Regions from separate parts of the Muntiacus reevesi genome. Here region 1 is linked to region 2. Evidence: chromatin contacts called from public Hi-C data. All regions are on one chromosome and are shown on one strand. Each heading gives the region's core, a stretch centred on a gene start, on an enhancer-like site or on the middle of the called end of the contact. The rest is flanking DNA. Distances are from core to core; before and after follow the strand shown. Region 1 holds the start of TMEM129 (transmembrane protein 129, E3 ubiquitin ligase). Region 2 holds the start of UVSSA (UV stimulated scaffold protein A).

What was found. Hi-C and Micro-C count contacts between places; a contact is called where the count stands out from the background.
Region 1: a contact with region 2 is called in a Hi-C map of muscle, with 4 times the contacts expected there. The contact joins the promoter of TMEM129 here to the promoter of UVSSA in region 2. A contact is called at or near these places in 2 of 3 Hi-C or Micro-C datasets (blood and muscle).

What each region holds. Positions count from the first base shown.
Region 1 is chr22:866,265-872,589 of mMunRee1.1, reverse strand. It overlaps TMEM129 (transmembrane protein 129, E3 ubiquitin ligase), which reads left to right and starts at 4,117. Exons shown (of 4, transcript XM_065914221.1): 1 at 4,117-4,456; 2 at 5,827-6,301. The coding sequence starts at 4,252. TACC3 (transforming acidic coiled-coil containing protein 3) reads right to left here and starts at 3,986. Exons shown (of 16, transcript XM_065914219.1): 1 at 3,565-3,986; 2 at 1,851-2,013; 3 at 1,542-1,684; 4 at 1-253. The coding sequence starts at 2,012.
Region 2 is chr22:613,379-620,085 of mMunRee1.1, reverse strand. UVSSA (UV stimulated scaffold protein A) reads right to left here and starts at 2,362. Exons shown (of 14, transcript XM_065914010.1): 1 at 2,209-2,362; 2 at 1,269-1,368; 3 at 1-261. The coding sequence starts at 1,366. It also overlaps the pseudogene LOC136152627.

The DNA of each region.
Region 1 (6,325 bases), core at 2,868-5,367, 250 kb before region 2:
GTGCTCCTCCTGGGCGCACTCGGGGCTGCCGGGCGCTGGGCCTCGGGAGGCCTCGGGGCTTTCCACACTCTCTGGGATCTGGGAAGAGCTTGAGGGACCCAGGCTGACCAGGGGAGCTGAGGGGGGCCCACCAGGAGGCTGGTCTTCGGAAGCTGGTCTCACGTCCTCTGAGGGGGGCTCGGTGTCGGCCGGTACTGGCTTCTGGAGAATTCCATGGGTTGTTTTGGTGTCTCTTTCCTTGGTGAACTGTTGGCTTTTCAGAAAGCAAACTTAGTTAACACTAAGGAACCAGTTAGGACTTTAGTTAGATTTTAGTCCATGTGAAAACATTAAATACACAAATAAGCATTCTGTCAACGCCCTCCTTGGGATCAGCTTTCACAAGAACATTCCCACAAGTCAGTGTTGGCGGGCCCTGGAGACACAGGAGATAAGAGCAGAAGCCTGACCGCCGACGATCAGAGTTGAGCTTCCCCACACCAGCCCACTTCCCCCTTCTGGCTGGGGACCACCAGCCACGTGGTCAGGGACAGTCAGTGCACACGAGGGTCAGCCTTCCCACTGGAGAGAGAAAGGCCAGGTTGAGGCTGCGGCCTTCAGGAGGAGCAGGACCCCGGCTCCCTGTGGCTGGAGCAGCTCAGAGCCGGCGTCTCAGCAGCCTGGCCTCCCTCTCCTCTTTGGGCTCTGATGAAACGACAGTATTTGACTCACTCTAATCTCATTCAGCTGAATTTCAAACAGAAAAGTAAACACCTGAGGTTGAAAAGCAGCAAGGAGACCTGGGTAGAGGGGAGTCAGGTGCAAGGAAAATTTCCATCCAAGGGGAGGTGGAAATGCCGCCTGGGGACATCTTACTTGAGCAAGAGGTGAAGGGTATGCTAGAGATATTTTGCTTTTATACCTTTCTCTGCACATCTAAAATCTGTTTAAGCTTTAAACTGTGTAAGTCGGCAAAAGTCAGAATGAGGCTGACTTTTATGCCAGCGAGGCCCCTTCCCACTCTGGATTCAGTGGGTCCCTTGGGGGCACTCGCTGGGTAAATTCAGCCAAATCTGGGGTGAAAAGCCACCACCAGGGTCCCTGTCTTCAGACAGAGGCAAGAAAGCCCAGGTGTTCACTGAGCTGACCACCACACCCAGCCAGACACCTAATGCCAGGTGAGGCTGCAAAGAAGCACCTGCTGGTCAAAGTCAAGTGTTTCCAACCGGATCCGTCAGACCGGACGGCACAACAGCCAGCCCCTGTGCCTTCAGCAGCAAGGCCTGTCCACGGTCCTCTCCCGGGCTGGCTGTGAGCACAGAAGGAGAGTCCTGACGGCTGCTGACACAGCAGCAGAGCCAGAGCGCCCTCTCTGGAGATTCGGCCAGGGCACTTCAGGAAGTTAGAAGAACAAGAACCAACATCAATCTGCTGGCAAGGGCACAACAGAGAAGCGGAATGTAAAGTTCACACTTCCTCTGTTTCACTGCTCCCTTTTCCAGTAACAAACGATTTCGGAGGTGCTCTGGGCCATGCAGTACATCAAACAACCCCACACTTACTTCTCTTTCTGGGGACAGACTTGGTGGCAGTTTTCTAATCCAATGGGGTCGCCCAGAGCAAAACAGGCTTCGAGCTTGCTGCCCACGCTGGGACTTAAGATCCTGTGTGTCTGTGGGTCCCGCAGAGGTGTTTGAAAAGTCACCTGTTGGGTAGAAAAGAGGGCACCTGTTCAATAATTCAAGTCTTCGACACCCCTCTGGCAGCACCGTGCCCTGCCCGGGTAGCTCAGGATGTTGCCAGGAAAGCAGGTGGCAGGGCAACCTCTCGAGGGACACGGTAGATGGAACACAGGGGCCCGACGTGCTCACCTTCGCAGCTCTGGCTGTGCTCTTCGGTGGCACATTCTCCTTCTGTGACAGGCGGAGAACAGACGGTCTTCCGGGAAGTTCCGGTGGTGAAAACAGGAAGTCGCAACTTTCTGTACTTTTGTCACCAGTGACATTTTCGTCACTGAAGATATGCAGACTCATTCTGGAAAAGCAGAGAGTTTGGTGTCAGGAGGTGGGCAGTGACCCTCTGTTGCCTGGACGCTCACAGGTGACAGTGACAGGGCTGGCCCCACGGTGCTGCAGGGAGATGTCCCCCTTCGGCACAGGTGGGTCAGACGTCAGGCCATGTGTCCTCTGCCAGGCAATCCCCATCCTGCTCCGGGAGAGCTGTCACCTCCCAGGAGTAAGAGCCGGAGGAGCCTTCAGCTCACAGGGCAGGAGGGCAGGCTCAGGTGATGAAAACAACTTGAACTTTGTGGGTAAAACTTCAGAGACAGATAAGGGCTGATCTGTGATGAAACTGAAGCGGCAGAGGAAGCCTGGGCCCCTTCATCAGGTGGAGCAGCTGCCGAGTTTGTGGAGAACAGAAATGTAACAGGGCCCGGCAGCACGGCCGAGGCGGAGCTGGAGAAGGGAACGAGCAGCAGGTGTCAAGTCACCTGTGGGGAGTTGAGTTTCCCCATCAGGGGCCTCCAGGAGCGTCTCATTCCTCCTTCCGGAGGCCCTCATGATGGTCAGTGCCGCGGCGTTCCCAACTTAGGAGTCACCAGAGAACTGGGCATTCTCCTCGAGGGGACACTACAGGTAGGTATTCGCTGGTGGTGGGGACCCTGGGGACTGGTTGAGGCCAGGTGGCTGGGGCAGGGGGAGAAAGGATGGCTTGAAAAAGAGGTGAGGTCAGGGTGACAAGCCACCTCGAAGGGCTTGGGGGTAGGGGCTGCCTGTGGAGGACAAGAGGGGTAGGAGGGAAGGGGGGGAGTCAGAGGCTCTGGCACTGGGTCAGGGGCAGCCTGGTCAGCTCCCCTTGGCAGCAGGCTCACACACTGCATGGGGAGAGGGGAAAAATGAGCCTGAGCCAGGGGCCACTCACTGTGAGGTCTGGCCTGAACAACTGGGTAAACAGGGGAGGGGGCTGGATGGCTGCACGACACAGGACATAGAAGACTTAGAGGACGGCTTTCCGACAGACGCCCCCTGGCCTGGGGAAGGTGCGGGAACAATGACGGCAGCCCTCCGCAGTTTGGCTTCTACTAATAATGAGGGCTTCTGCTCAAGAGGAGGAGTCTTTTGAGTAGAGGAGGGTTGGCCAGGGAGGCGGGGAGGGACTGGGGACCTAGGGTGAGCGGGGTCTGCGGAATCAGGTGCAGCAGGAGTCGGCGATGGGTCCAGGTGGGGCTGCACCCAGAGGGGCGGGGATCGGGAGGGCAGCGCTGGACGCAGGGCAGCGAGCGCGCGTATACTCAGGCTCGGAGTCACCGGGCGTCTCGGGACGCGGGGGCGGGAGCCCCATCTGCTCTGCTCCCGGTTGCGGCCGGGTCGGCGGGATGAGGAAGGCGGGAGGGGACCCTGAGGAAGCGGCGGGAGAACGGCCCAGACCGCGAGGAGGGCGGAGCCGGAGGCGGCAAGGGCCCCGGTCTGGGTGGGGTCGCCAGCGCGGCAGGCAGACCCAGGCCGACAGAGCCCTAAGGCCCGGCTAGAGGCATGTCCGGACCCCCGAGCCGGGACCCCACCGCTGCCGCCGTCGCCCCCTTACCTGTCGGCCGCTACACGGAGCCCAGGGTGGGAGGCGCCGAGTCCGCGAGCCCCTCTGCCCGCCGCCGATTCAAATACCGACGGTTGGCGAGAGCGGCCAATCAGCGCGCGGCTAAGGCGGGGCGCGGGGCGCCGACAGCCAATGGGAGGCAGAACGCTAGACCACGCCCACTAGGAGGTTTCGTTTCCGGGGCGAGGGCACGCTGGGCGCGGCGGACGACTGATTCCTCAGTAAATGCGGCCGGCCTGATGCGCCTAGAGGAAAGGCCGCACGCGGGTGGATGGTGGCTGCGGGGGCCGCCGTCGCCCAAGAATCCCGGGAATTGCTGCGGACGCGCCTGGGCTGCGCGGAAATCAGGGCCCGAGCGCCTCTCCCCCGAGTCTCAGTTTCCCCAGCTGGGCAATGGGATCGAGTGCAGCACCGCCCCCAAGCGGGTCGTGTGGAAAAGCCAAACCCTCGCGAGAACTGTAGCGGCGGCTCGCCAAGTGGGGCCGAACGAGGAGCCCGGGAACTTCATTTCCCAAAATACTCCGCGGAACTCCATCTCCCAGAGGGCCCTGCGAGTGCCCCGAGGGCAGGGACTCCGTTTCCCAGAGCGCCCCGCGCCACCGGGTGCCTACCGGACCCGGACGCTGTGCTGGGTGGCGGGCCTCGCCGGGCCGGTTTCCCGGCGGCGACGGCGGCGCGATGGACAGCCCCGAGGTCACCTTCACGCTGGCCTACCTGGTGTTCGCCGTGTGCTTCGTGTTCACCCCCACCGAGTTCCACTCGGCCGGGCTCACGGTGCAGAACCTGCTGTCGGGCTGGCTGGGCAGCGAGGACGCCGCTTTCGTGCCGTATCACCAGCGCCGCACGGCCGCCACGCTGCTGTGCCACTCACTGCTGCCCCTCGGTAAGCCCGGGGCCGACCTCCGGGACTCGGAGCGGGAGGGACGGGGGGCGGCCTCCCGTGCTGGAGAGCCGAGGCAGCGGGCGGAGCGCCCGTGTGCTCGGGGAAGTGCTGCCCCTTGCAGCTACTCGGCAGAGAGGCGGGCTCAGAACCTTGGGGAAGGGGGTGCTCTGCTCACTGGGGCAGGTGGTGAGCTGGCTCTCGGGGGACAGGTCCCTCGAGTCGGGGTATGAGTTAACTGATACCCCTAGGGGTGGCCTATCCCAATCCTTGGAAGGTGGGTGCGGGAATGGCAGGCAGAGAGGGTGACGGCAGTCGAGTGTCATTTCCGCCTCCAGGGGATCTTCCTGACCCAGGGATAGAATCCGCATCTCCTGCATTGGCAGGCTGGATCTTTGCCACTGAACACTAGGGAAGGCCCCCACCCCCACCCCCAGCCTTTTTAAAAAAATATAATTTTATTCATGGATGTACTGGGTCTTCACTGTTGCGCGAGGTCTTTCTCTAGTTGCGGAGAGTGGGAGATGCTCTGTTGCAGGCCCTGGAGCACCCAGGTTTCGGTAGTTGTGGCTCCCGGGCTTAGTTGCTCTGCAGCATGTGGAATCTTCCTGGACCAGAAATCAAATCCATGTCCTCTGCATTGGCAGGCAGATGTTTATCCACTGCACCACCTGGGAAGTCCTAGAAAAGCCCTTTTGAAACTTCAGAGAAGTGTTAATTATTGCCACATGAGTTACTTATTATGTATCAGTTTGATCAATAGCATTTATTACTATGTTCTCAACTTCAAACCTTTCCTGCAGGTCACTGTCTACTTTGTTAATTTTGACATGCAGATTGGCCCCCATCTGGCCACCAGGGGCCTGGGTGACACGCTCTTGTCAGTCTTCGTTTACTGTCTGGTACAGGACGTCCCAGGTCTGGGATGGGCCAGACTCTGGTCTGCTTCCTCAGAGCAGGCGGGATCCGGAGGCTGAGATCCAGGCCTAGGACGGCCTGTGGGCAGCTCTGCATGAGGTGACACCAGATCCTTGTGCTTCTTTTTGCTTTTCTAGGATTTTCTCATTTTATTTCCTCTACTCATATGTGGTTTGTAGAAAACTAAAGTAGTAAGATGGAAATGTTTTCTGCTCACTGGACAAGTACTCAGTTGAGTCAGCTATGGAGCTGGGCAAGGCCCACCTGCCCTGGGGCACCATGGCCTTGCCCTGGGAGCTGGCCCTGGCAGAGGGCCAGACCCAAGGCTGGGCATTAAAGGAAGAGGCCTCCCCGGAACCCCCCCAAGGGACAGGGACAGCATTGTGGACATGACCTGGGGAGGCTGGCAGCCTGGCAGTCCCAACCTCTGCTGAAGCTTGCCCCATCCCTTTTAGGCTACTATGTGGGCATGTGCTTCGCAGCCCCGGAAAAGCAGCTCTACTACCCCAGCCAGACCCCGGAAACCTGGCGGGCCTTCCTCCTGCTAGCGTTGATGCTGCCCGCTCTCGCCTGCACCCTGATCTACTACTGGTCCCAGGACCAGTGGGCCCGCCACCCCCTGGCCCGCACCCTGGCCCTCTATGCCCTTCCACGGTCGGGCTGGCGGGCAGTGGCTTCCTCCGTGAACACGGAGTTCCGGCGGATTGACAAGTTTGCCACGGGGGTGCCGGGTGCCCGAGTGATCGTGACGGACACGTGGGTGATGAAGGTGACCACGTACCGCGTGCACGTGGCCCAGCAGCAGGACGTGCACCTGACCGTGACGGAGTCCCAGCAGCACGACCTCGCCCCAGACTCCAACCTGCCCGTGCAGCTCCTCACCATCCGCGTGGCCAGCGCCAACCCTGCTGTGCAGGCCTTCGACATCCGGTAGGCGGGCCTGCGGCTGGGGTC
Region 2 (6,707 bases), core at 1,113-3,612:
CAGCCACGGACGGCCCGGGTGGCCGCCTGCCTCAGCCTCTGTGCCACCTCCCTGGGGGGTGGCAGGGGCCGCTCATGGTCAGTGCCCAGCGTGAGCTCCAAGAACTCCTGGAAGTTGGAAACGACCAGTGTCCTGAACTGGTGAGACCTGGCGAAGAGCTGGTCCAGGACCTGGAAGGCGGAGAGGCGGATCTCCGCATGCTCCTGGCTCAGCTGGGTCATCAGCAGGTGGTAGGCGTGGCCAAGCTGCTCCTCTGAGGACCTGGAGACACAGCCCCGGTGGTGGCAGGGACACGGACCCTTCCAGAGCCGCCCGCCCTCCCCCGGGTCAGACGGGCCCTGCCTGTGCTGGGTGGCCCACAAGCAAAGCTTTTACTACCTTCATCAGATGAACAGAAAAACACATTTCCTGACACAAGAACCCTACGAGGTGGTGTCAGCGCTCACACTTTCACTGAGACCCAGCCAGGCGCTTTCGGTCATTCGGCCGGCTGACTGCCCATCCACAGTCGAGTGCCCACAGGGCCTGAAGGACTCTCGGCCCACAGCTAGCAGCGGTGCAGAGACCCCAACCCAAAGGGAGACCACCCCCGCCCCCCAGCCCTCCTGGAAAGCTCTGTGGCCTTCTGGGAGCCACCCTGGGAGGTGTACACACAGCAACCCCTCTTTTGTTCCTCTTCCCAGCTATCCTCACCCTCCCCACCCCGAATGCCCTGCTCTTTGGGGGTTTTCAGGGAATGCAGCAAAACCTGACCTGAGTCACCATTTTACCAAAATGTCAATTCTTATCACTTAAATGATCACTTAAGTTCTGTTCTGTAATCACATGATAAGAATAACCAATAAATATCCTCACTTCTGTTGCTAGCACCTGAGAAGCTCTTGGCTAAGAGTGGTGTCCAAAAACAGACAGGACCTCCCCCCCAACACAAGAGTCCACCTCTGTGACCTCTAACCTTCCTCCCACACATGTTCCAACACTAAGTAACCGTTAAATCATACACATGCGCTCAAAGATAGGCACCCACACAGAGAATGGAACAGACCTGTTCTCCCTAACGCTGCACACCCCTGCCTGGAACTGCTGCCCCAGAACAGGACCAAGCCCTGCAGGGCCCTGGGGAGATGTCCTGGGGATGCTCGTTTGCCAGTTCTTTCCCAGCAGAGAAGCGATCACAGGGACAGGCAGCAGACAGCTGACCCCAGAGTAGCCCCACAATCTCCTAGGCTTGTCACAGGTTTGCTGAGACCTTGAGCCTTAAGACATACTTGCAAATTTTCTTCAGTTCCTTCATTTTCTCGGGGTTCACTTGGGGCTCTCCTGAAGTTGTGAGTTCTTCTACCAACTCTGAAAGTTTCTGATCCATATCTAGAAACAGGAAACGAAGAGACGCTAAACGACCACCTAGTATTTCACAGCTCTGGGCTTTATTAGATGTTCGCTGGGTTCCACAATGTGTTGGGCACAGGGTGTAGGCACAACGCTGAAAAGTCCTTGCGACCTGACCTCTGACCCCGTGTTGCTGAAACTTAATTCAAGGTGAGATTCCGGGCTGGGTCAACAAGACATTTTTGATGGTAATTAGGAAAAGGGCAACAACAGAACGGTGCTCTGGAAGTCTACAATCTGAGACCGCCAGCGAGAGCCACGGAGCACGCAGTCACGCTCGGCGGGAAGGCAAGGACCAGAACGGCCTGAATTACACTCAAGTAAGCTTTCCCGCAGGACAGCAGGCGCACCTCTTCCCCGCCAGCTTGACCATCCCTCCGAAAGCCACAGGGTGGCCTCTAGACCCGGAGGGCGATTTGCTGCAACTCGATCTGCCCGCGGGCAGCCGCCACAGGCGGGTATGGAGAAAGCCGAGGAGCCCGCGCCGCAGGGAGAGGGCCGGGGCCGCAGGAGTCGGGGGTGGCGAGGACGACCGGCGGTCCGCCGCGTCTCCCACCAACAGTACCGTCTGCCCTCGCCGACGCTCGGCCGCCGGGACAGGCCCGCCCTCCGGAGCAGAGCCCCAGCGCCCCGCCGCCCTCGGGCCAGTCGGGGTCGACGAGTCCCCGTCCTAAAGTCCGGGGCGCGGCCGGACCGAAGAGGGCGGCGTCCAGAGAAGGACGCGGCGGGGGCATCATGGGGCGGGGGACGCAGGAGGCGAACCCGAGAAACGGCTGCACTCCGACCCCGGCCCCTCGGCCGCCCCTCAGTCCCACCTACCGCGCTACCGGCCGCTCGCCTCAGCCCGCCCTTCCGGCGAGGGGCCCGCCCCCATCACGTGCTCCAGATCACGACAGTCATTGGCCGGCCCTGGCCCTGGCGGAGCAGGGGCGAATGTCTGACCGGCCGAAGCCCCGTCTAGCCGGCTGGGCGGCCGCTCTCTGGTTAGCCCGCCCCTTCCGGCACAGGCACCGCCCTCCTGCTGTCACGTGACCCAAGCGCCGCGAGCGGAGGCCCGCCTGGACCCCCGAGGCGTGGACGCGGGGTCAGGGCCGAGACTTGCGCTGTGACGCAAGCGCGCTCCCGACCGAGGGGGTGGGGTGGGGCTTACGACGCTCGAGAAAAAAGGAGGCGGGCGGGCGCGGCAAGGCCTTAAAGGGGCCGCGTGCGCGTGGTCTGGGCCGGGCCCGACTGGGGGTGCGCGCTCGGCTTTTCGGCGTCGGCGCCGGAAGCGTGGCGGCTCCTCGGCTCCGGGCCACCAGGTGGGCGCAGTTCTCCACGTCGCGGGGGACGCTGCCCCCTGGCGCTTCCGAGAGGGCTCCCCGGGCCGGGGCCTGGGCGGACGCCCTCGCTGGCAGCGCCCTCCCAGGTCCGTGGGCAGCGCGGGGAGCCCGGCCCGGGTGACCCTCCCTAGAAGACCCTTCCCGGCTCGTCCCGGGTGCGGGACCGGCGCGGGGCTGGGCGTTGGTCCTCCCGAGGCCGCGGCAGGGGCGCCCCCAGGCCTGACGGCCCCGCGTGCTCGGACGCCCGCCGCAGCCGGGCCCGCGGGAGGCTCCCCAGGCTCGCGGCGCCCGCACGGACCGGCGAGCGGCAGCTTGGGTGTGCGCGGGGGCCCGGGTCGGACAGAGGCGGCCGACGGGCCCGCGCCCCTCCGCGGGCGGCGGTGCCCGACGCGCCGGGCTCCCGTCTTGGGACGGAGAACAGGCCGCCGATTGGACCGTGCGGTACCGCCGGCACGGAACGCCCGGAAGAGGGGGACCCCGAGCGGAGGGAGCGGCGGGGGGCCCGGGATCAGGGGTGGCGGTTACCCAGCCTCGCCTCTGTGCTGAAATGTCGAGTCGGACCTTTGCGAAGGGTGACTCTTGTGGTATGTGAATTACAGCTTAATAAACAGCTATTAAGAAAGCGGGGGGAGGGGGAGGAACGAAAAACGAGGCAAAACCAATTAAAAAGCGGAAGAAGTGGCCGCCGGCCCCCGCCTCGGGTCTCCCTTCTGCGGCCACAGGGCGTTTCCCGTGAGAAGCCCCTCCCCGCCACCAGCTCGCCCCCTGGACTCCTCTCCGCGGCCCTCTCCTGCAGACCCCTCTCTGCCCCACCGCCCACTCGTCTCAGCCGATGGGGGGTCCTCTGTCCTTATACGCGCTTGGGCCAACGACCTCGGAGGCCCCCTGGACCCCTCTTCCTTTCCCCCAGCTCAGATGTCCAGACAGCCCCGCCTTCAGAGGGAGTTCAGAATCTGCGCACTTGGACATTCTACCGCCACCGCCAGGCCCCTGCCACACCCTCAGCCGGTCCCCGCAGTCACCTCTGCGCTCGCCTGCCCCCTAGAGACCATTCACCTCGCCGCAGCTAGAAGGACCCCCTAGAGGCTAGTCAGATGGTGTGATCTCCTTGCCCCTTCATCGGCTCCCATCCCACGGTGAAGCCAGAGACTTTAACAGACCACGGGGCCTTCCGGGTCTGTGCCGGTCACCCCACCACCTACCTCCTGCTCTCCCTGCCTCTGCAGCCGCTGGGCTTCCGGAAGCCACCCCATGCCTGCAAGGCTGTGCATCCTGCCTGGCATGTCGTCCCTCAGCCTCTCACCTCCCTTGCTGTAACAAGACCCCCTTGCCCCAGCCCTTTCTTGTTGGCTGTGCTGGGTCTTGGTGCACACGTGGGTTTTTCTCTAGTTGAGGTGCACGGCTTGTCTTATTTTGGAGCACAGGCTCTAGGTGTGCAGGCTTCAGTACTTGTGGCTCCCAGGCTCTGGAGCACAGGCTCGGCAGTTGTCACACATGAGCTGTGTGTGGAATCTTCTGGCCCAGGGACCAGACCTGTGTCTCCTGCACCGGCAGGCGGACTCTTCACTGCTGAGCTACCAGGGAAGCCGCCCTACCTGCCTGCTCGGGACTTGGTCCACTTTGTCCACAGTGCTTATAACCCTCTCTCACACGGGTTTCTAATCTCATCCTCAGGTAATTGGGGTTTTTCCTCTTCTGTTCTCAGGAGGTATGCTCCATGAGGACAGGGATCTTTGTCTTGTTTCATGATGTCAGGCGCACAGTAGATGTTCAATACTTGGTGAATGTTGAATCAACAAGAACAAGGAAGCACCTTAAAAGCAGTTGGAGAGAAAAGGGACATTACAAAGATAAGAGAGCAGCAAATTTTGTGGCCAGAACAACGCAAGCTCCAAAGCAATGAAAAAAAAACCCTGCAGCAGTAAAAGAAAAAACACTGTCAACCTTGGATCATATGTGCAGTGAAATGTGCCCCCCAAACTATAAACTGTGGTGAAATGAAATCATTTCAGGCAAAAGCTGAGTGAATTCATTACCAGTGGTTTTACGGTTTAAGAAATGTTACAGAACTTCTTCAGAGTTAAATTAGAATTTAACTGATATTTGGAAAGTTTCCACATATTTGGAAATTAGCCATCAAACATCTAAATAGTCCGTGGGTCATGTAAAAAAATCACAATGGAAACTAATATATTTTTAACTGCATGAAAAAAACATTAAAATGTAGGGATGATTGTGTTGGAAATGAAAGGCTCCACAGCAGTAATCTTCCCCTTAAGAAGCTAGAAAATAATTAAATCCAAAATAGACTTTATTTTTTTGGGCTCCAAACTCACTGTGGGTGGTGACCACAGCCATGAATTTGAAAGCTGGTTGCTCCTTGAAAGGAAAGCTATGACAAACCTAGACAGAGTATTAAAAACCAGAGACGATCACTTTGCCAACAAAGGTCCATCTGGTCAAAGCTACGGTTTTTCCAGCAGTCGTGTACGGATGTGAGGGCTGGACTGTAAAGCAGACTGAGCGCCGAAGAATCGATGCTTCTGAACTGTGGTTGGAGAAGACTTGAGAGTCCCTTGGACTGCAAGGAGATCCAACCAGTCCATCCTAAAGGAAATCAGTCCTGAATATTCACTGGAAGGACTGATGCTAAAGCTGAAGATCCAAAACTTTGGCCACCTGATACGAAGAGGTGACTCATTTGAAAAGACCCTGATGCTGGGAAAGATTGAAGGCAGGAGGAGAAGGGGACGACAGAGGATGAGATGCTTGGATGGCATCACCGACTCAATGGACATGAATTTGAGCAAGTTCCAGGAGTTGGTGAAGGACAGGGAAGCCTGGTGTGCTGTAGTTCACGGGGTCACAAAGAGTCGGACACAACTGCGCGACTGAACAACAACAAACAAAATAAGCAGAAGGAAGAAAACAATAAAGAGCAGAAATCAATTAAAAAGAAACAATGGGAGGAAATAATCCAAAATGTGCTTTGTAATATCTATAGAATTGAAATTCTGATTGATAGAAAACTGACTGTAGCTAAACTGATCAAGGAAAAATTAAGGAGAAAAAATTGATCAAGAAGAGGAATGACCGCGCATCACAACATGTCCTACAGGCATTGCAATAATAGAGCACATTACAGATGATGTGCTTAGCGAAGTCCTAGCAGATCAAATCCAGCCATACATAAAAAACATAACAAACCAAGTGGGATTTATCCAGGAAGGCAAGTTTGGTTTAACCATTCAAAATCAAAGAATGTAATCTTCCATATCAACAGAATAAAGAAGAAAAATCACATGGTAATTTCCTTAGACAAAAAAAAAAAAAGGACATTTGACAAAATTCATCAATTCACAATAATAATTCTCAGGAGACTCCCTCAACCTGGTAAGGAACACCCAGAGGAACCTGCAGAAACCTCATTCTTAACAGTGAAAAGTGACACTTTCTGCCCAAGAAGGGGGACAAGGCCATGACGCCCTCCTCCTGTTTTAACCACGAGCTGGAGGCTCTGGCTGGTACAAGAAGGGAAGAAAAAGAGACACAAGACACGGACATTAAGAAGAAAGAAGTAAACTGTCTCTATTTACAGATGATACAATTGTGTACATAGAACAGGCCTTAAAATTTGCCAAGTAAGGCTGGTGAAGGACTTTAGCAAGGTCACAGGCTACAAGGTCTATATATAAAACCACTATGTCCTCTTTCCGCCATCTTTCCGTGCCGCCAGAATGGTGCGCATGAATGTCCTGGCTGATGCTCTCAAGAGTATCAACAACGCTGAAAAGAGAGGCAAACGCCAGGTGCTTATTCGGCCGTGCTCCAAGGTCATCGTCAGGTTTCTAACAGTGATGATGAAGCATGGTTACATTGGCGAATTTGAAATCATTGATGATCACAGGGCTGGGAAAATTGTTGTGAACCTCACAGGCAGGCTAAATAAGTGTTGAGTGATCAGCCCCAGATTTGATGTGCAACTCAAAGATCTAG